7 separate regions of the Mus musculus genome follow, and all the other regions are linked to region 2. Evidence: chromatin contacts called from public ChIA-PET, Hi-C and HiChIP or PLAC-seq data. All regions are on one chromosome and are shown on one strand. Each heading gives the region's core, a stretch centred on a gene start, on an enhancer-like site or on the middle of the called end of the contact. The rest is flanking DNA. Distances are from core to core; before and after follow the strand shown.

Region 1 (2,731 bases), core at 35-2,534, 390 kb before region 2:
TTTTGTCACAGAGATGTTTTCATCGATGGAGGAACCTTTTAGAAGTAAGGCCTAGTGGAAGAGTCAGGTCATCTGAGAATGCCTTAGAAGGAAGGCTGGACCCTGCCCTTCCCAGCTCTCCCTGTCAGCCGCCTGGCTGTAAGTGTAACAGAAGGTGCCCTAGCTTTGAGAGATTAAGCAGCGTCCCACAGTACGTGGAGGCCTTGATGGGTTCTGCCTAGTGTACTTGCCAAGAACACCTTCCTTCTGGTGAGCGGCTTGCAGTTCCCTCCTGATTCTAGAAGTCCAGTGTTCCTTCTGCCCTAGGAGGCTGTGTCCTTGGAGGCCTGGCCACTGTGGCCACAGCTCCTTCAGTCTTCTCATTTCTGGGATCTTCAGGGCAGCGTTTGTCCTCTTCAGACTCTGCTGAGGATCTCATTTTGGACTTGGGTCCTCCAGCAGCTCTGCTCAGTTGGACCCTGCTCCTAACCGGAGGAGAGGCACACTATCAGATGCCATGGCAGACAACAAGAAACCCTCTCATTTGTGGGAAACTCCATTTATCACTAGTCAGTCTGGAGCAACATCAGATAGCTGCACTGGCTGTCTGCCCCTGTTGACCATAGGAGTCAGAGAAGGGCTCTCACATTGTGTCTGTCTTCTTTGCACCAGAACAGTGAGAACTATATTCTTCAATGAGGCTCAAGTGCCTTAGATCCCCACTTGGTTGCAGCATCTGATCTGTTTCCAGATCTCTGTTCTGGCTTCAGTCTACCCCTCAGCCCAGTAGTACACAGTACTTCCCTGCCCCTTGGATCCTTGGACCTGCACTGTGGCCTCCTTTTCCCTCTGGTCAAGCTCCCCAACCCCCCTGCTTGGTGGTTTTGAAGTGTGCTTGGTAATTAGTCAGTGCACAGTCCAGTCCCTGCAGAGCTCCCTCACTGAGCCAGTCCTCACCCCTCGCCTTGTCATCCCACACCTCAGTCCAGCCTCTCTCAACCTCTACAGAAACCACCTCTCCTGCAGCAGGAAGACCTTGCTCAAGTGTGCTCTTAGCTTGATTGGTTCCAAGTGACAGAAGCCAAGTAAAGATGGTTTAAGCCATAAAGGGAGCTTCCTTGTGATTGGGTAATTTCTCATGAACCCTGGTGGCACATGGTGGGCCTGCCTGTGTCAGCAGCAGCCCCACTAGGTGTCCACGGCTCCTTCCCTCCTGGTGCCGCCCAGGAGTGTCTGCCTCCTCGCCTCCTCATTATCTCATGTAAGGGGCAGGGCCAATTGAGGCCACACCCTCTGGTTTTGAGGCAGGAAGTGTGATTAGCTCAGCAAGCGTCTGCTTCCTAGGCTGCAACCAGGATTGCAGGACACACTGGGCCCAGGAACTCCCACACCGTTTTGAAATGGGACTGCAGGCAGTTTTCAGAGAGAATGCCATGTGGCGCACAGTCATCCAAGCCCTCCAGTACATATGCAGAGGGCTATCAGCTTGAGACTGAAAGAACCCCAGGTACCCAGCCAAGGCACACATTGAAGGTCATGGGGTGAGCTTAAGTAGATTCGAAGATTTACCTAATGGTGCTTCGTGCCTGGTAAAGAATTTTTGGAAATGTTTAGTGAAAGACAATATTTCTGAGGAACTTAAAGGTTGGTTGTCTAAGAATGTTATTTATACTTTTTTGAGGTTATGAATGTCTTTGACTGACCATTTATAAGTGAATTCAATAATGTATAACGTCACTAATAGCCTGGTTGTTGATCTTGCTTTGGTTGGCTGTTTTCCCCGAATGAGGAAGTTCTTAGCAACAGCAACAGTGTGTTGTGTCTCCATGTCTTCCAGGGAGGCTACCACAGACACTAGGCAATTAGAAACAGGCCAGTAGGCCCTTGCTCCTGGTCTAAAGGCCCCAATTCAGTGGAGAAGCTGTTGATCTCTCCTGTTAGGCTTCAGCCATTGTTCACGGTCTGCTATGGAATTAATCCTTTAAGAAAGGGATAAAAAAAACTGCCATTCAGCACAACGCAGTTTGTCATCGCATGCATAATGCAGGCTTTCCAATTAGAATGCTACAATTTGGAAACTTTCTTCACAGACTGATGAGAGAGCAATTATTTTAAGAAGGGAAAACTGAGTCCACTGGGTTTGCCTCCAGTCACTTCTGACTCAGGCCACAAAGACAAGAGTTTTGAAATCATATTCAGTATCGAATTTTGTATCAAAACAGCAGCAAGGAGAGCAATTAGTTGCTGTAAACTGAGCCCCGGGTAATCAATGGTATGCAACCAGCCAGAGCATTTATGGAAGATGTAAGCAGAATCACATCTGTTAATCAATTTTATAAAAAGCCAGCACCTCGCTGTTTTTAGGGAGACTCCACTGTAAGAATAAGGGGAGATGGAGGAGCCAACCGGTAATGTCACCAGGCGTTTATTCGGTGCTCATTAGGTAATGAGGTCTGTGGCAGTCATTCACAGACCTGATCTGCGGCTGTGAATCTCTCTGGTAGGATAAAGTCTGCCTCTTTGAAAATGGCTTCTGATAGTGGGGTGGAGGGGGAGGGGTATGCTTAAGGAGCTCATCTTCTTTAAGGTCACAAGGAGTGTCTTTGCTGAGAGATCACACTCTGCAAACATTCCCGGCCAGGTTACAAGCCAGAAACGTCTCTATGCTGTCGGTGCAAATACCTAAGAACAGACTTTGCAGGCAGACAGACGCGCGGGTGGTGTGGGCGGTACACTGTGCCTAACAAGAGCC
Region 2 (2,700 bases), core at 83-2,582:
CTCTAGTACAATCCCTGCGCTCACGCCGAGATAAATAACGGCGACAGGTGGAGCAGGTAAGATTAGCAGGACCGGGTTGGAGGGAGGACGCTATCGGAGGCGCCAGGGAGGTCGTGCGCCTCTCTGCCCAGCCCACGCCCCTCCCCAAGGGCGTCTGGAAGGAACTACATCTTGGTCACAGCTTCGGGGAGGGCCGGGTTAAGGTGACGGAGTCTCGAAGTGGGGGGAGACAGGCTTCCCGGCTTGGCTGCAGGAAGCGCGAGCACCCCTAGGGCACTTGGCCACGCCTGAGGTCTCACGGGTAGGCAGGATTTGAGAGAAGCGGGCTGAAGGGGACCCTGGGTGTCCCTGTGGAGCTCTGGCACTGGGGTCTTGCTGGCAAACCTGTTGGCAACCTGTGGGCCTCAGCTAGGACACTGCAAGCTGCAAGCGCGTCCTCCTCCTCAGTGCCTCTGGCAGCGTCCCCGGCGCCCGACCCGGGGAGAGGCCGAGGCAGCTTGGAAAGGGGCTGGGGCTCTGCCAGGGGCGGGTAGTGGTGGTGGAGGTGGCGGGATTCCCAAGCCGAGCCAACATCCCTGCAGAGCGACAGCAGGCAACCGCCTCTCGCGCCAGCTCTGGTCTAGGAGAAGCAGACGCCTTGGCCTTTCCCTCCGATCCTAGGCTCCAGTATCACCTTCTCCAAAGTGCAAAACATTCATTAAGTGTCCAGTGCCCTGCAGGCTTGCGTCCCAGCAACCAGCCGCCGGTGCTTGCCCGGCGAGCGTGCGGCGAGCGTTTGCACCCGGCCAGGGCTTTGCCAGCCTGGGCTGTGCAAGGGAGGGCGGAGAGCGTGTGCGAGTGCGCGGCTGCAGAGCCCGCGCCGAACCCACGTTCCCGCTACTGTCCTCGGGATAGATGGATCCATTGCTGCTTTCTGACATTTTTCTGCCAGGGGGCTGGTGGGGGAGGCGGAGATAGGGAGAGAGAGATGGGGGGGGCGGGGAAAGAGAGAGAGAGAGAGAGAGAGAGAGAGAGAGAGAGAGAGAGAGAGAGAGAGAGAGACTGCTTCCCCCAGCCCTGTTTTGTTTTCTCTAATTGGTCCTGGGGGAAGCAAGGAAATTGGACAGAGGCTGGGCCGGGCGAGCTGGGCTGCCTTTAATTGGCTCCCCTTTTTTTAACTGGAGGGGAATCAAACAGGAGAGCGAGCGAGCGACAAAGGGTGGGAGAGCGAGAGACCGATCGCGGAGATGGGAGGAGGGAAGAAGGGAGGAGGGAGAGCGGGAGGCGGGGTGGTGGTGATGGGGAGGTGGAGGAAGCGCGGAATGAAAAGCTCGGAGGGACCAGAAAGCAGCACAGCGAAGCCCAAGTTAGGGAGCGAGCGGAGCGCTCCCGCGGCCCCGGAGCCGGAGTGGCCGCGGTGCCCCGGAGCCCGCCCGGCCCCGCCCGCTGGGGCCCTCTCGGGCCCAGGCCGCCGGGAGGGGGGCGGGGACGCCCAACTTGGGGCGCGGCGCAGCCCCGCTCTCCCGAGATCGCGGAGCCCGGGAATGCCACGGCGGCGGCCAGACGGCGGGAGAGGAGCGGGGAGAGAGGAGGCGGCCAGCAGCTCCTGAGCCCGGGCCTCCGCAAGAGCGCGAATTATTTTCAAAGGACTCAAACTTTCCTCTTTCCCTTGCTGGCTGCGGTCCCTCTTGCTTTGGAACCGTTCTCTGGATTCCCGCGGGGGCGCCGGGACGCGATCGCCTCCCCCGGATTCCTCGGCGGCGGCTCGGCTAACTTCGCGGACTCGGGGACCCGGAGCGCTCGCCCCGCTGCCGAACCTAGTCCTCGCTGCTCCAGCGCTCCAGAGGACCGGGACCCGGCGCCCTCGCCTCCGGGAAGGGCGCCCAGCCCGGCTCCCTTGGGTCGGGCTGCGGAGCCCTCCACACCTACTGCAGGACTGGAGCCAGCGGATTAACCAAAGCAGAGTCCGGGCCTCCTGGCCTGGCTCCGCGGAGGGGCGTCCCCTGGGCGGGGAAAAGACAAGTTTGTCAGGCATCGGTGGCCTGTTGGATCGGAGCGCGGCCGCCGCAGCAGAGAGGTCCCCCCGCGTTCAGCACCCTCGGTGGACAGCCCTGGGGACCTAGGACTGCTCGGTGGCCGAGCTTTCTGGGCCAGGGAGCTGGCTGCTGCGCCCGGTGCGCAGAGGCTTCAAGGTCTGGGGCAGCGCCCCCTGCGTCTCCACCCGGGCAGCCGCCCTGTGGGAAGAGGACAGAGCCGAGTCGCGGCTTGCTCAGACTCCTAGTCTCGGTCGCCGCCCTCTCCGTCGCGACTCAGGGAAAAGGAGGGAACGCAGAGGGCAAAGCGGTGCCCCGGCGGATGCGCCCCCCGCCGCCTCTCAGGCTGCGCCGCCTCGCGGGGATGAAGCACTGGCCGTGAAGATGGAGGTGACCTGTCTTCTACTTCTGGCGCTTATCCCCTTCCACTGTCGGGGACAAGGAGTCTATGGTAAGAGCCAGCGTCCCGCTCTACCCTGGCGGAGCCGCCCGGAAACTTTACAAGATCTTGCTCAAAGTGCGCGCTGCCGGGGCTTGGTGGATGCACTGATGGCCGCGTCTCCGCCCTCGCCTGGGCGCCGGGAGACCGAGCAGGCTGCTCCCGAGCCCAAGAAGCGGTCCTAGGCTATTGGTGTGAGGCTGGGGATGCCGGGGTAAGGTCTCGGCTTTCCGAAATCTTTCCAGGGGT
Region 3 (2,717 bases), core at 142-2,641, 490 kb after region 2:
CCCCACCCCTGCCTGCGGTTTTCCTCAGCACGGAAGTGGTGGTGGATTCCCAGAAGCCCCACTCGAACTTTCCTGTCAGGGGAGTCCAAGTTCCTCCTTCTGGGGAAGGAGAAGTGGCAGTTTCTCCTGTGGGCTTTCAGTTTCATTCTAAGAAACCCGAGTGTTGAAGGAAGAGAAATTGTACTCCAGGGGTTTTCCCAGCTAGGCTCTAACTGAAGTGCACTTGCTGGGGCCTCTGGGTGGGCCTGGCACAAGAGGAAGTGAGCTGTGTTCTCTGGGGCCATTCCAGATCCTCCAGGTCTGCTCCCGGTCCCACCAACACACTCAGGGGCTACTATAGGAGCTCATATCCTGGACCCTCAAAGTTAAGCTGCAGTCTCTTTCTCCAGACTTTGCTGACAAAAAGCAAAATCTAATCAGAGCAGAGACAGAGAAATCCCTGTAGCTTCTGGTCCTGACCTAGAACCACTTATGACTAAAGAATATACACCGTTCCTACCATCTCTCTCTCTCTCTCTCTCTCTCTCTCTCTCTCTCTCTCTGTGTGTGTGTGTGTGTGTGTGAGAGAGAGAGAGAGAGAGTGAGAGAGAGAGAGAGGTCTCAGGAAGCCTACATTAGCCTCAAGGGGAACCTCTGAAGCCCTAAACCTCCTCTGGCCTTCACCTTTTTAAATGCGGGACCACAGGCAAGTACCACCACTCTCAGTGCTGAGGGTCCAACCCAGGGCTTCCTGCATGTAGGAGTCACTGTCACCAGCTGAGGTACGTTCCTTCCTTACCTAGAGTCACAGGATTTTTTTTTTTCTTTTGAGACAGGGTTTCTCTGTTTAGCCCTGGCTGTCCTGGAACTAGACCAGGCTGGCTTTGAACTCAGAAATTTGCCTGCCTCTGCCTCCCAAGTACTGGGATTAAAGATGTGCCCTGCCACTGCCCAGTGAGTCACAGGATCTTAAGAGAGCTCACCTGGGCAACAAACAGCAACTTAGAATGGCCACCATTGACTGCAGGTGGCAACCATGTCCCAAGCGCTTCAGACTCACTTCCTCTTATAATCCCCACAAAGTGTCCGTGAAGAAAGAGACAGAGTCGTCATTTCTAAAGCTGGGAGCCTGTCTTGGGAGGAGACTCTTCCCTCAACAGGTTCTGCTTAGAAAGTCTGCTCTCTCTCTCTCTCTATTCTCCCACACTTGCAGCCAGATGTGCAGAAGGAGCCAGCATTCCAGCTGTGGACACCTTCCAAGTCCTAAAGCCTACCCGCCCTAAGGCACTTAGGCTTGTCACCTTTTCTATTTCCAGCTCACGACATTATTTGGGGGTTTCTACTATGCCAACACATGTTTTGATGACAGCTGGGGATTCCCCCAACCGTGATGCTGTTTCCCTTCAAAAAAAAAACATTTGCCTGAAGGTCACCGGCTGAATGACTCAGGCTGTTGTGGTAGAGCATGCACAGCTGTGGCGGTGGTGGGGTTAAATCGGAATTTCAGATAAACAGCTTTGGGGAAATGTCATAATATACCATTATTATTCTTTTTTCTTTGGAGTGTTTATAGTTCACTAATGTCCTGTTTTTGTTTTTAAAAGTAGGCGATCCTTTGCTCTCGCACCTGGGGCACCAGGAACCCCACCCCCTTTAGCCCCATCCTCGGTCTCCCACAAGGCTCTGCGTGGAGGAGACTCATGCTCATGGACCTTTGAGTACGGCCAAGAGCTTAAGTTCTACAACTTTCCAATGTCAGGCCTGGCTTAGGAGCTCAAAAGGCATCTACAAGCTCAGCTCTACAATGGGACTCTGAGGTGGACAGTCATACCCCAGATCTGTGGGGTTTTTTCTGGCCTAGTGGCAAGCCAGCCGGAAGCCACACCCCCACCTACCCTGTACCCACAGTGTTGGGTGTTGACACAGACTCCTGCGTACTTTGATGGGGTTTCCCTCCAGCATATACTGGGATTTCCTTGGAAGAGTCTTAAAGGGTACACAACTGAATCTCTGGTCACAATGCCCCAGGCCACTGACAGGTCTGCAGCCACAGCAGGGGAGGGGTTAGTCTTGGTTCCACAATAGAATAGTATCTGATAGGCGGTTAGCACTCTGATTGGCGGTGTGAACCTGGGATAGTGGAGCCTAAAAAACCAAGGGGACTAAAGGCTCATCCAACAGCCAGTTTTAGAGCAGCAGACAAGCTAAACTCTGAGTCACGTGAGTAAAGTGTCCAATCACATGGTGGGCGGTGCAGTCGCAAGCGTAGGGTAAAGTGCTGCTTGTCCACACGTGGCAAAAGTGCTTTTCCATGGAGGCATATAAACACATAATAGCCAGCTGTAATAAATAATCTGAAGTAAACGCGCTCCTATCTGCTACATCTGTGAGGGGCACAAAAGTACCTTTTCAAGGACAACTCCCTGTGTTTGAAGAAATCAAGTGTTCTCACTAGCACTCAGAACTCACCTCTCAGGATCCCGTTCTCGCACCATGTTCCAATAGTAAGAATGGAGTTATTAAGTATCCATCTAATGTTAACTGCACAATCATAGCGTGGCTGTGTAAATTATACACGTTGTGGTTGTATTTAAATATAGGGTCTACCAAAGCATTTGGACACTCGCTCAGGCCCTTTAACATCCCTGGCAGCTACCCAGGGGTTATGGGGACCAACCACTCCTAGGACCAAGAGTATGATAGGGGTGTGGGGGTGAGGGTGACCCTCAGCTGCAGGA
Region 4 (2,700 bases), core at 67-2,566, 500 kb before region 2:
TGCCTTGCTGAAACTTTGGTGATGGTGGTACAATTCAGAGATTTTTTTTTTTTTTTAAAGCTTGGCTGCTGCTCTTCATGGTTAACTGAGAGCATGTAGTCTCGCTTTTTGAGACAAGGTGCTAGGTACCCCTCCCTCACTGGCCCTGTCCTTCACAGGCGCCTGTGGACCAGCTTGCTTGGCTGAGGTTTCAGTTTGGAGGCCCACTTGGTGTGAGCAGCTTTCTAGCACATGCCTCTTGAGATCCTCTAACAGTGGGGCAGGGGTGGTGCATGCCTGGATCCTAACACCCAGGGCAATTGAATCTACAGTGACTTCCAGGACAGTCAGGGCTACACAGAGAAACTCTGTTGCAAACAAACAAAAATGATCCTCTTACAGAGACAGTCTACAGGCTTCTGTTGATTCCCAATTCCCTCCCACCTTCATAAAGCTTACTCTCTCAAAGTGTTCAGAGTGTAATGTCTCAGCTCACTGGGCATTTGGGGAACTGTCCTAGGTGCTGAATTGAACTTTGCTTTCTTGGCCTCTGCTTTCATAGTCTTGGGGTTAGAGGTGAGTGCTACCACACCCAATTTGTTTAGTTCTTTAATGTGGAAACATATGGGGGCTATGGCTACTTTCTGCCTGTATTGGCTTGGGTTTGTTTCTTTTGCTTTTCAACATTACAGAATAAACTTGGACAGAATAACTTGAGGTCTTTGCGTTGCCCTTGAAGCACGTGTTATCTATCCATGGTCTGCACCGCAAAGGCCATATGATAATTATTCTTTGCCAGGAACTTCGCATTGGTTTGTTGGTTTGTTTGCTTGCTTATTACTCTGAGAGGTGAACTTAGGGCCTCACACACTCTAGGCAACATTCTACCATCGAGCTCTGTTCCCAGCCTGGAACTCCTTTGCAGAAGCAAAAATTAAGTTCCTGAATTTGAATCTGATTTGCAGAGCCCCAGCTCCCTACAAGTTGCTATGTGCTGATGCAGGGTTACTGGGTTTTTTTTTTTTTTTTTTTCATCAAAACTTGGCTTTTCTAGAAGCTATTCTTTTCCTAGTGACTGGCAGGAATCATTACTCTCTGTGGCAAGGAACCAAAAGTTGGCAGGAGCCTTACAATAATTGTCCAATTGGATTTATTTTTTTTAAATTCTCATGCCAATTTCCAAATTATCTTCAGTTACAGAGCTTCTGTTTTCTGTAAAAGGTTGAAAGTGAGAGAGATGCATGCAGCTTCGGTCCTGCCCAGGTTAGCTGTGGAGGCACCAGAGGTCCTTCCTCAGCACACTCTGGACAGAAGCCAGCATCACAGTATATCCTAGAACTGAGCCAGGAGCAGAAGGCAGTTTCTGTCTGGTTTGGAGATGCGTACATTGTGACTGACTCCTTCAGTGTGTGGAAGAGCCAAGGATCCCTTTGTATCCCTGGGCAGGAAGCACTGAGGGTCCAAGCAGTCGCAGCTGAGCTTCTTGCCTCATTCTTGCAGCATGAATTGACAAACACTAGAAGGTCTGACCTCTATCCGTGAAGTAATTTCTGAATATCCCTGAAATAGAGGTGTGAGCTGAACCCCATCATTTCATGCCCCCCCCCCAGTGCTCTTCCTGTGTCCCTGCCTTCCAGCCTGTGCCAATTTGATAATAACAAGCCCAGAACAAAACACATCTGTTTATTTTCTCTCATCTGCATTAACAACTAGAAATGATTTTGCTTGTTTGAGCTTCCCTCTGTCTAGATTCCTGATATTTATTTTGAATTTGCGTTTGGCAGAGTAAGATCTCAATGCATGCCAGGCTGACAGGTCTGTGTATTTGGTAGCCTGGGATGGGTTTTTCCTCACTCGCTCTGCTCTGCGGCTTTCTGTCTTTACAGTCTGACTTTTATTGTCCTGGATCAGCTGTCAGCAGTGAATGCACCTTTATTTCAGACTGAGCTGGATAAGATCACATCCATGTGTTCTGTTCCTTCACCTGCTCAGTTTACACACTTTGGTGTAACGGTGTACTAAGATATTAAAGACCCAGGATTGAGGGGGCTGGGAGAAAATGGGTCAGTAATCTAAATGAATGGCTTTATTTTGTTACTAATTTTCTAGATACACTTTTAAAAATGAGATATGCTTTACACACCAAAGGTCTTTTCTTATTTTACTTTTTGAAATGTTCTCGAGCTTTGGCTGTGCTGTGATGAGTAGCAGCACTTCCCTCTCGCCTGTGACATAACGGTGTACCGCAGGGTCAGCAGTGGTAGGAGGAGGCCTGTCAGCCGGTTAGGTGGTTCTTGGAATGGAATCTTTGAGCTTTTCTGAAATAGCTGCAGGAACCACCCATGTCCAGTGTCTGTGTAGATGCATGTGTAGAGCTTTCTAGGTTACTGTCGTGGCTGTAGCTGTAGCAGCTCAGTGCTGACCTCTCTGAGGAGCGGCTATAATGTTTTTCATGGGGAGCCTCGGAGCCGCCTGCTGTAACACACTGTCAGTGGTTGTCCTCATGCTCATGGACACTCCGTGCTCTTGATTGGCTCCTCCTGGAGAGCAGTGCTGTGTGTGGCGTACCTCTTCCTGCTGATGTTGAAAGTGTACGTCATCTCTGGGAAGATGTCTTACTCAGCTCCTTTGTTTATTTTTAAATGGAGTCATTTTTGTTTACTTGGCCAACATATGATTATGCTGTTTTGTTTTTTTTTTTATTTTAGCCATTGGGTTTTA
Region 5 (2,700 bases), core at 74-2,573, 460 kb before region 2:
CACCCATCCTCCCTTCCTACTTATGAGCCCAGAGCTTGAGCATTCTTCCTGAGAAATCTGCCTTCAAGTGGAGAAGTTGCCTTCCATCTACCTCCCTGATAGTAAGCAGTGAAGTGGCCTGATGCTGGCCAGAGCAGGGGAGGGCAAAGCAAGCCAGAGTGATGTTCACACAGAATTATCCAGCCCTGGGCCAGGGAGTGTTCTCTGGCTTTGTCCTTCTAAGCTTTAGCAGTGAAGTTATTCAGGGAGGCGCTGTTTCCCTGTACACTGAGACAAGCTTGATTTTCAGTCTCTGCCATGGTTGTTTTGATTCAGCTCTGTGGGCTCCATGCCTTGCACTTCTGACAGGGTCTCTAGAAAAGAAACTGGGTGAGCTGAGTCAACATAGCCTTGGCTTCTGGGGCAGGTCAGGCACAAGCAGGCCTTGACCGTTGCCACCCTTGTTTGTAACTGTGTGGTACAGGCCAAGGAGTGGCTGTGGGGTGGGAGTGAGTGGGCCCGAAAGATGGAGGTGCTGAGTGAGATGTATGTGAATCAACTCGGCTTCAGTGCCTCCAGAGTGGAAGTGGCTGCTGGTGGCCTGGATGAACTCGGTTTCCTGAGACTGAGCAGTGTCCTGAGATGTGAGACTTGTCCTGACATACAAGGATGGTGGCCGTTATGTTTAACTGGACTGTACTGAGATGGACAGAGGCAACAGAGATTGAAAACATTGTGTCTGGCCTTACTCCTGTGTGACTCACTCCAGCCCAGGAGAACAGCCCGTCTAATGCTTTCCTTGGGCTTCCTGATCAAGTAGTTAAGGCAGTGGGTCCTGATGTACTCTCCCTGGGTTTTGCTCTCCCAGTATCCCACTCGGCATCCCACTTGGCATCCCAGAAGGTATCCTTGGCAGGCCAGGAGCTATTAGATCTTTGCATCCCTGCCCCGGGCCTCTGCCTCCTGCTGCTACAGCTGCTGCAGTAGGTATAATGATTAAAGAGGGTGTGACTGTGCGCTTCCGCCTCCTTTCGTGCTTACTTCCCACGGCTCTGCTTTGATGCAGCTGGCTGAGCTGGGGTATTTGGGAGCATCCAGAGGACCCACAGCTGAGTCTATCAGGTACCCTGCAGCAGCTGTTATCTGAGGCGGCAGCAACAAAGGAAGGGTGCATGGCAGATATGCAGGAAGAACACCAGACAGGTCTCTGCTCCAGAGGGTTGCAATCAGCCGGTGTACATGTGGAGCTGGTGATTGTGCTGGAGAGAGGCAAGGGGAGGAGATGGTGTTTTCCACAGTTATCAAGATAAACAGAGCGGCCGGGGCCATCTGTGCAGCTGTGGCAGTGTGCCGATGAGCTGAATTACTTTATCTTTACCCAGTGGGAATTAACACATCCCCCTTTCTACCCAGGGGAGAAAGACTGCGGCTAACAAAACTAGTCAGTCGTTTGAATCTTCCCGCAGAATGGTGATAATTTATAGGACTGTCTGGATGTCTCCTTGTTCGGACATTTAATTAGTGAAAATAACAGCCTAGAAGATGAAATGGCTCTGTTGGCTAAGACAAATATTTGAGGACCTGGTAGGAGGACTGGGGCTAAGAGGCTGGAGAGGCAGTTGGAAGGGAATGGATAAGGAATAGAATTGTAGCCCGAAGGCTGAAGTGGAGATGGAAATGGTCCTGCCTACCAGTTTTCAAGTGGCCACAGAAACTTGAAGGCTACAGGTCTCAGACTGCAAAAGGCCCTACAGGTCCTTGCTGGAACTCTGAATATCCAAAGAGATGGGCATTCCCTTATGACAGGTAGTGAAGGCTTTAGTGGTGGTCACACCGTGAACATACCTCAGTTCTCACACCCTTCAGAACAGAACCCTAGCAAAACACAAGCAAGGCTGTGTAGACATAAACCCTGATCATATGGAAAAGAGCAAACTGTGAAGCCCATGAACAAGTGCACCCTCAGAAAGGCACGAGGCACCTGCACAGCACCAACAGTGCACCGGGCAGGAAAGGGCTGAAGGGAGGAGGACCAGTGCCCACTTCCCCACTGCATACAACCTGACCGTTCTCCCCAGCCAGAGTGCAAAACTGGGAACTTAACTGATGAGGGCAAAATAAGAGCATGCTAAGCCAGGGGTGCACAGTTAAGAAGGGCCATACTTCAGGGGTGAACTCATCACTTGTAGAGACAGAACCCTGCATTGTTAATACCCTAACACACTCGCGCGCACACACACACACACCCATATGCACAGAGATGGGCAGTTTTGGGTCCAGCTTTATGACTTGCTTCCAGAACACTAGCATCTCGGTCCTTATCCTTCTTCCTTGCAGCGAGTTAGAGATCTCTCCCTAGTTAATCTGGCCAGCCCATGAGAAGGTAAGCTGAAGGACCTAAAAGGGGGCTTTTGCCCACAGTTGCCTGTTTCTGTTGTTTGTTTGCTTGTATATAGGGAAATGAAAACTTCAAAAAGCCATTGCCATCTTTAGAGAGATTAACAAACAACAGCAGTTTTATACCAAGAATGCCATGAGAAGGAAGAGTTAGAGAATAGGAAGTATTGTTAGAGAGTTGCTGTATTAAAGCGGAATCAGAATATCAGTAAGCAGCCTAGACACTGAGGTTGAACTCTCCAAGAAAGGAGATGAAACCAATGAAAAGACTTATGCTGAAGGGAAGGCATAAAAGTGCAGGTCAGGGTTCACAGGGTCTCATAA
Region 6 (2,700 bases), core at 94-2,593, 400 kb after region 2:
GGCGGCCCAATGACCTTTACAAAGGGCCGGAGCCGAGGCCGCCAGAGGCTTCCAGGCCGGCACCTTGGGCAGCTCCCTCCCCGGGGCCTGGCTCACCATCAAAGTCCGTGTAGACTGTGTCCTTGAGCAGCGCCCCCGACCCGAAGTCGATGAGTTTGATTTCGCCGCGGCTCAGGTCGATTAAGATGTTCTCGTCCTTGATGTCGCGGTGGAGAACCCCGCAGTTGTGGCAATGCCGCACGGCCTCCAGCACCTGCCAGAAGAATCCTCGGGCCAGGTCCTCCTGTAGGGCTCCTCGTTCGGTGATAAAGTCGAAGAGGTCTTGCACCGGTTCGGGCCTCTCCAGGATCAGCACGAAACTATCGGGCCTCTCGAACCAGTCCAGAAGTCTAATGACGCCCGAGAAGTCCGAGCTCACCTTCTTCAACAGGACCACTTCCATGGGCACTCGGGTGCCATTGGGCTGCAGAGTGAGGGCGAGGGTTAGCGCGCCGGTTCCGGCACGCCCGTCGCCACCCACCCACCCATGAGAGGGTCTCTGGCTCCGGCTCACTCACCAGTTCTCCCCAATCGGAAATCCGGTCCTTCTCCACGTGCTTAATGGCCACCTGGAAGAAGACCCCCGAGTCTCCATCAGACCCTCCTGCTCAAAGCATCCCTCCGCGCGCCCTCCCCGAGGCGGCGTTGCCCACTCACCGGCAAGTTGTCGGCGACGCGGATGCCAGAGTAGACCGAGCCGAAGCCACCGCTGCCCAACAGCGGGCCCACCTGGTACTGCGACTCCAGGGGCTCCTTCTCTTTGCCTAGGAAAGAGGCACGGGACACTCAGCGCGCTCGACCCACGCGGGGGTCTCCCGGCGTCCCAACGACCCGCGCGCCCAGGGTGGGGTGGGGACACTCACCCGGCGCCAGCTTGGTGGCGTGCAGGTCGTTGCAGGGCGCGGCGCGCAGGTGGGCCAGGGAGTTGATCTTGGACAGGAGCATCCCCACCTCCAGGGTGTCGGTGCGGCGCCGGTGCCGGGACGAGCAGCAGCGGCGGCGGAGCGAGCTGGGGCTGAGCCGACGGCCGGGACTCAGACTGCGGGTGGCGTTGCGGCTCTGGCTGCGGCTGGCGCGCAAGGCCGAGGGCGAGTCGGAGGACGACTGAGGGCGCTGGCGGGGCTGGCCGCGGGCGGGTTCGCCGGCTGGGTCAGGCAGTGCGGGAGGCGGCAGGGCGAGAGGCGCTGCGGGACCCAGGGCTGCTGCTGACTGTGACTGCTGCTGCTGCTGCTACTGCCGATCCCGCCGCCGGCACTGCCGACTCCCCTCCAGCCTCCTCCGCCGCCACGGCCGCTGCTGCAGACGCCCGGCTCGCCCCGCCGCCAGGAGTAAAGGGGCGGAGCGCGCCGCTGGGGAGGGCGCGCGCGGCGGGCGGGGACGGGGCGGGGCCTCTCCGGGAGGCCGAGGTGGGGAGCCGGGCTGGCTCGGCGGCGGAGGGCGGAGAGGGGGCGGGGAGGCGGCGGGACCAGGGCCGCTCCCCTCCGCTCCGCCCCCTCGCGGCTACACCCCTCTCCCCGGCCCCGCCCTCGGGCGCGGCTTCAGCCAACCAGAAGACGCCCTATTTGCATAAGGCGTTGCGGGCCCCGCCTCTCGCCTCGCGGTCAGAATGGTCGCTAACGCCGCCACGACGTGGCGGGAAGGAAAAGGCGCCAAAACGGAGGGGGAGGGGCGCTGGGCGTGCAGGGAGGCGGGAGCTGGGTGGCGCGCGCGGGCGGGGGAGGAAGGATGGGGAGGGGCGTATCGATTCAAACCCAAACAATAACAAAGCCATCAAAGGCCGCCCGAGGCCAGCTCTGCCGGCTCTGTGTTTCCCGGAGATTTGGGTTGTGGAGGGGGGTCGAGGATTGGAGCTGGAGCGTAGCAAGTTGTGAGAAATGGAAGGGCGTTGGTGTGGCGGGCGCGGAAGCCATGAGTAGGGACCGCGTGTGTGTGGATGCCGACCAGGGTGGTCCTCTGGTGTGACTCAGCCCGGAGACCTCCAAGGCTGCTGGGGCGGGTTGACGATGTTATGTGGGCTAGATCCTGGGGGTGATGATTGTGTTTTTGGGGGCGAAGGCTGTGCAAGACGTGAGTCACCGGCATTTTGCACACCGAGGCCAGTCACAGGCCTGCGAGGAAAAGTGGGGGAGACCTGGGATGCGAGGAGCCGGTGACAAAGATTCTCAATTTAGAAATGCAGAGAGAATTAGAAGGGACCCGGGGTACCTGATCCCCTCGGTCCATGTCCGAGCGCCTGAGAGAGGAAATCACGACACAAACGTTAGCTTTCTCTTGCCAAATGCTGCCTCAGCCCCTTCTGAGAGGGCGGGAGGAGCAGGAAAATTCCTGATCGCGGGCGAGGGTGGGAGGGTGCCGCTGGGTTTAATCAGAGGTTGTTGCGGTAGTTACCTTCTCATCAGCTTGGTATTAGCAGTCAGGCGATACCAGATATTATTGGCCCCCACCCCAGCCTTGTCTCAAAGGAAAGTCCCCACATGCACGTGGAAATACCACGGAAAGCTAGCCGAGTCCGCTTTCATCTTTTGTCCTTTTGAACTTCATGGAGAGTTGATAACGACGTGTGGAAATGGGTAAACTCTCATTCTGTGTAATCCATATAAACTGAGATACTGGTGGCCAGAGTCATGGACAGCCAGCTACACCCCTTGTTCGTTATTTTTG
Region 7 (2,700 bases), core at 158-2,657, 480 kb before region 2:
GCCTACTGTGTCACACACACCCTGCAGTGCACTCACATGCATACCCTCCAGGGCAGACACACGCACGCACGCACGCACGCACGCACGCACGCACGCACGCACCCTCCAGCTCACACACAGACACACAGACGGAACATTTACATGAGAAATGTAATGAATATTTTAAGGACTTGAAATTATCATACCCAGTTTCACCTGTGTTGCTCACCTCTGCTTGAAAGTGAATAATCAGATATTAACACTAAATACACATGTGTATACTGTTCTGATGGCTGGTTTTGCTAGTTAAAATGATAGAGCTTTTGTGATCGTGTCATTACAGATCATGAGTAGTGCATTCAGAGTGTGGAAGTTGACCTTAAGCTCTGCACACTTAACCAAAGACTGAGGCTAAAGCCTAATTTCAGATAGTTGAGATCAACGCAAACGTGATGCAGTTTCTATACTGATATAGAACATTAGTTTCCCGAAGGGCCTGGTCGCACAAACCTGTAATCCCAGTATTTGGGAGTTCAAGGTAGGAAGAATCAAGGCTACCTGGTCTACGTAGTTAGAGCTGTCCCCCAAAATAAAAAAATAAATAAAATATAAAAAAAAGAAAAAGGAAAGGAAAGAGCTTTGTGTTGCTGTTTATACATGCTTAGCTCTGATGGAGAGCAGGACGTTTCTGCCAGTATATTCCATGCAAGATAAGACAAATTCCCCGGTAGCCTCAAAGTTCTTTTATCCCAGGAATGTTTTCTGTTGAATTGGCTGCTTCAATCAGGTATTGTCATGTGAAGTTTCAGCTCATTCCAGAGTTACCATATATTAGTCTACTCAGACGGTTTCCTGGTCCTCTCCAGCCTGAACACTCTGATTTTCCTTCCCAGTTTGTGACTGTTTATGAAGACCTTCTACTTCATATCTTACAGAGATGGATTATGATAGTTTTAAATGCTAACTCATCTAGCTTCTGTATGAGCTAAGCAGGCTTTTGTTGGCAGGGTACATTTTGCATATTAAAAAAGAACCATTTGTGGAGGCCTGGACTCAGAGGAAAGATAAAAAGGGATTTATATCTGACAGCAATCTTTGTCTCTTTTAATTCCATTTTATTGAATTCTTCATAAGGCGAAAACTACTCAGAGAGTATAAAGATATACAAATTAGGCCGACAGAATCAAGCACATCTGATGGTACAGCAGAGATGCAGTAAAACTTTATATAATGCAGTATGCTTTATTTTTATATAGTCTAATTCACAGTATCACAAGGCATTTTATAGAAAGAATCAATTGCAAGCTTAAAAGAATAAGGAATACTTTTAAGGTGAGATTTAAGGACAGAATATGTGCTAATTGCACACTTATCTTGTAACTGAGTCAGAACCACCGTGCCTCACATACTCCCATTGCTAAGGGAAGGTTAGAGCTTCCCTGTGCTGCCAGCCTGCAGGAAGAGTGCTGTGTTCCTGTGTATGCTCAGCTCTTGTGAGGAAAAACAGCAAGGCGCCACCAAGAAATTAGAGCATCCCACACTAAACATCCAAGCTTGCCAGGCTGATAGGCCAACAAAGGCACTGCTTCTGCCCAGCCATTCATTCATCCTCAGACATGGGAGAATAAATCCCCTCCCCCACTTCCCACATTCCTAGTTATTTCCTTAGTTTGTCAGCACAGGCCTGCAGTAAGAGACTAAATTCTGTGCTATGGGCCTTCTCATCTCAGTCTCTATCTCTGGATCGTGTGTGTGTGTATGTGTGTGTGTGTGTGTGTGTGTATTCACAATGGGAGGAAATCTCATTATCTAATCACTTCTTAAAGGACCCACCTTTTACTTCAGTCCCATTGGCTATTTGGCTTTAAGCTCTGAATTTTGGAATGAACACATTTAAAACATAGGGTAAAATACCTGAAGTACTTTACATTTATATATTTTATGTATACATGTATGTATGGAGGTGCATGAAGAAGTCAGAGAACAGCTTGCAGAAATTGGCTCTCTCCAGCATGTGGGTTTCAAGGTTCAAATTCAGGTTCTCAGACATTGAGGGGAACACCTTTACTCACTGAACCATTTGCTAATTAAAAAAATTTAGAAGCCCTTTTAAGGATATTCTTTTATATTTTTCTTCAAAGCAGTATTACTTTAAAGAAGACAGTCTTATTTTTTATTTAAAATAATGAGCATATTAATTTATTCAGATTGTGTAAATACAACATCATAAATGAGTCTTTATAGACAAGACGAAGTTAGAACTGAAACATCCAAGATGCAGGCACCACATATTTGGCACATGGGGGCCTGCCATCTGGTTCTTGTCATTTTGTCTCTGGAGGAACGCTGGGACCCCATAGCAGAGTCTCTGAAAGTGCTAATTCCCCCCTTAAGGTCTCCTCCTTCATGACCCAGTAACCTTCAATGTCCCAGCTTCTAATAGCTGTCACTTTGGGGATTAGGATTTCAACATACAGATTTTAGGAAGACTAGAGCATGCAGTCAATTCCATGAGACATGGTAAAATGGAGATTCGTTTCCACTCAGTTTAAAAGGTCAACAGTCCAGCTTTTGGGGACAGAGAGAGTGGTGGTCATCTTTCCCACACCGGTCCTTCTAGCCAGTAACATGATGCACCTTTCCATTTATTTGGTCTTCTTTACTGCAGATCTTTCCATTACATCATATTTTATTAAGCCTACTCTTAGATGTATTATACTT

What was found. Hi-C and Micro-C count contacts between places; a contact is called where the count stands out from the background. ChIA-PET counts read pairs in DNA pulled down with a chosen protein or histone mark. HiChIP or PLAC-seq counts read pairs in DNA pulled down with a chosen protein or histone mark.
Region 1: a contact with region 2 is called in an H3K4me3 HiChIP or PLAC-seq map of embryonic forebrain, with 5 times the contacts expected there. The contact joins the enhancer-like site here to the promoter of Mdga1 in region 2. A contact is called at or near these places in 2 of 39 promoter capture datasets (the 3T3-L1 cell line and the C10 cell line), 4 of 484 Hi-C or Micro-C datasets (the N1E-115 cell line, cerebellum, cerebral cortex and 1 more), 10 of 115 datasets of contacts at active chromatin or transcription factors (astrocytes, embryonic basal ganglia, embryonic forebrain and 6 more) and 2 of 9 other capture datasets (adipose tissue and liver).
Region 3: a contact with region 2 is called in a Hi-C map of CD8 T cells, with 5 times the contacts expected there. The contact joins the enhancer-like site here to the promoter of Mdga1 in region 2. A contact is called at or near these places in 5 of 484 Hi-C or Micro-C datasets (CD8 T cells, cerebellum, embryonic stem cells and 1 more) and 2 of 115 datasets of contacts at active chromatin or transcription factors (astrocytes and memory CD8 T cells).
Region 4: a contact with region 2 is called in an H3K4me3 HiChIP or PLAC-seq map of forebrain, with 5 times the contacts expected there. The contact joins the enhancer-like site here to the promoter of Mdga1 in region 2. A contact is called at or near these places in 1 of 484 Hi-C or Micro-C datasets (cortical neurons), 8 of 115 datasets of contacts at active chromatin or transcription factors (craniofacial prominence, embryonic basal ganglia, embryonic forebrain and 5 more) and 3 of 9 other capture datasets (adipose tissue, embryonic stem cells and liver).
Region 5: a contact with region 2 is called in an H3K4me3 HiChIP or PLAC-seq map of forebrain, with 4 times the contacts expected there. The contact joins the enhancer-like site here to the promoter of Mdga1 in region 2. A contact is called at or near these places in 3 of 484 Hi-C or Micro-C datasets (the N1E-115 cell line, bone marrow-derived macrophages and embryonic fibroblasts) and 6 of 115 datasets of contacts at active chromatin or transcription factors (craniofacial prominence, embryonic forebrain, embryonic midbrain and 3 more).
Region 6: a contact with region 2 is called in an RNA polymerase II ChIA-PET map of memory CD8 T cells, with 36 read pairs. The contact joins the promoter of Pim1 here to the promoter of Mdga1 in region 2.
Region 7: a contact with region 2 is called in an H3K4me3 HiChIP or PLAC-seq map of forebrain, with 4 times the contacts expected there. The contact joins the enhancer-like site here to the promoter of Mdga1 in region 2. A contact is called at or near these places in 2 of 39 promoter capture datasets (the 3T3-L1 cell line and the SN4741 cell line), 7 of 115 datasets of contacts at active chromatin or transcription factors (embryonic basal ganglia, embryonic forebrain, embryonic hindbrain and 4 more) and 2 of 9 other capture datasets (embryonic stem cells and liver).

What each region holds. Positions count from the first base shown.
Region 1 is chr17:30,279,049-30,281,779 of GRCm38.p6, reverse strand. The region is part of intron 8 of Btbd9 (BTB (POZ) domain containing 9); the gene reads left to right. Among named protein-coding and RNA genes, the nearest start is that of Zfand3, 280 kb to the right of the region's middle. Within about 2 kb of position 1,284, at least 65 of the 459 cell types and tissues checked have an H3K27ac peak or open chromatin away from gene starts, as enhancers often do. A contact at or near this core is called in astrocytes, embryonic cerebral cortex and embryonic forebrain, where this site is marked.
Region 2 is chr17:29,887,210-29,889,909 of GRCm38.p6, reverse strand. Mdga1 (MAM domain containing glycosylphosphatidylinositol anchor 1) reads left to right here and starts at 1,332. Exons shown (of 17, transcript NM_001368423.1): 1 at 1,332-2,463. The coding sequence starts at 2,397. It overlaps Gm41559 (a long non-coding RNA gene), which reads right to left and starts at 9. Exons shown (of 3, transcript XR_003952341.1): 1 at 1-9.
Region 3 is chr17:29,392,950-29,395,666 of GRCm38.p6, reverse strand. No RefSeq gene overlaps it. Among named protein-coding and RNA genes, the nearest start is that of Fgd2, 33 kb to the right of the region's middle. Within about 2 kb of position 1,391, at least 158 of the 459 cell types and tissues checked have an H3K27ac peak or open chromatin away from gene starts, as enhancers often do. A contact at or near this core is called in CD8 T cells, memory CD8 T cells and pro-B cells, where this site is marked.
Region 4 is chr17:30,387,682-30,390,381 of GRCm38.p6, reverse strand. The region is part of intron 6 of Btbd9 (BTB (POZ) domain containing 9); the gene reads left to right. Among named protein-coding and RNA genes, the nearest start is that of Btbd9, 190 kb to the left of the region's middle. Within about 2 kb of position 1,316, at least 17 of the 459 cell types and tissues checked have an H3K27ac peak or open chromatin away from gene starts, as enhancers often do. A contact at or near this core is called in cortical neurons and forebrain, where this site is marked.
Region 5 is chr17:30,345,799-30,348,498 of GRCm38.p6, reverse strand. The region is part of intron 6 of Btbd9 (BTB (POZ) domain containing 9); the gene reads left to right. Among named protein-coding and RNA genes, the nearest start is that of Btbd9, 230 kb to the left of the region's middle. Within about 2 kb of position 1,323, at least 68 of the 459 cell types and tissues checked have an H3K27ac peak or open chromatin away from gene starts, as enhancers often do. A contact at or near this core is called in the N1E-115 cell line and forebrain, where this site is marked.
Region 6 is chr17:29,489,428-29,492,127 of GRCm38.p6, reverse strand. Pim1 (proviral integration site 1) reads right to left here and starts at 1,343. Exons shown (of 6, transcript NM_008842.4): 1 at 903-1,343; 2 at 697-803; 3 at 558-608; 4 at 97-463. The coding sequence starts at 984. Gm26885 (predicted gene, 26885) reads left to right here and starts at 584. Exons shown (of 4, transcript NR_168683.1): 1 at 584-951.
Region 7 is chr17:30,367,573-30,370,272 of GRCm38.p6, reverse strand. The region is part of intron 6 of Btbd9 (BTB (POZ) domain containing 9); the gene reads left to right. Among named protein-coding and RNA genes, the nearest start is that of Btbd9, 210 kb to the left of the region's middle. Within about 2 kb of position 1,407, at least 9 of the 459 cell types and tissues checked have an H3K27ac peak or open chromatin away from gene starts, as enhancers often do. A contact at or near this core is called in forebrain, where this site is marked.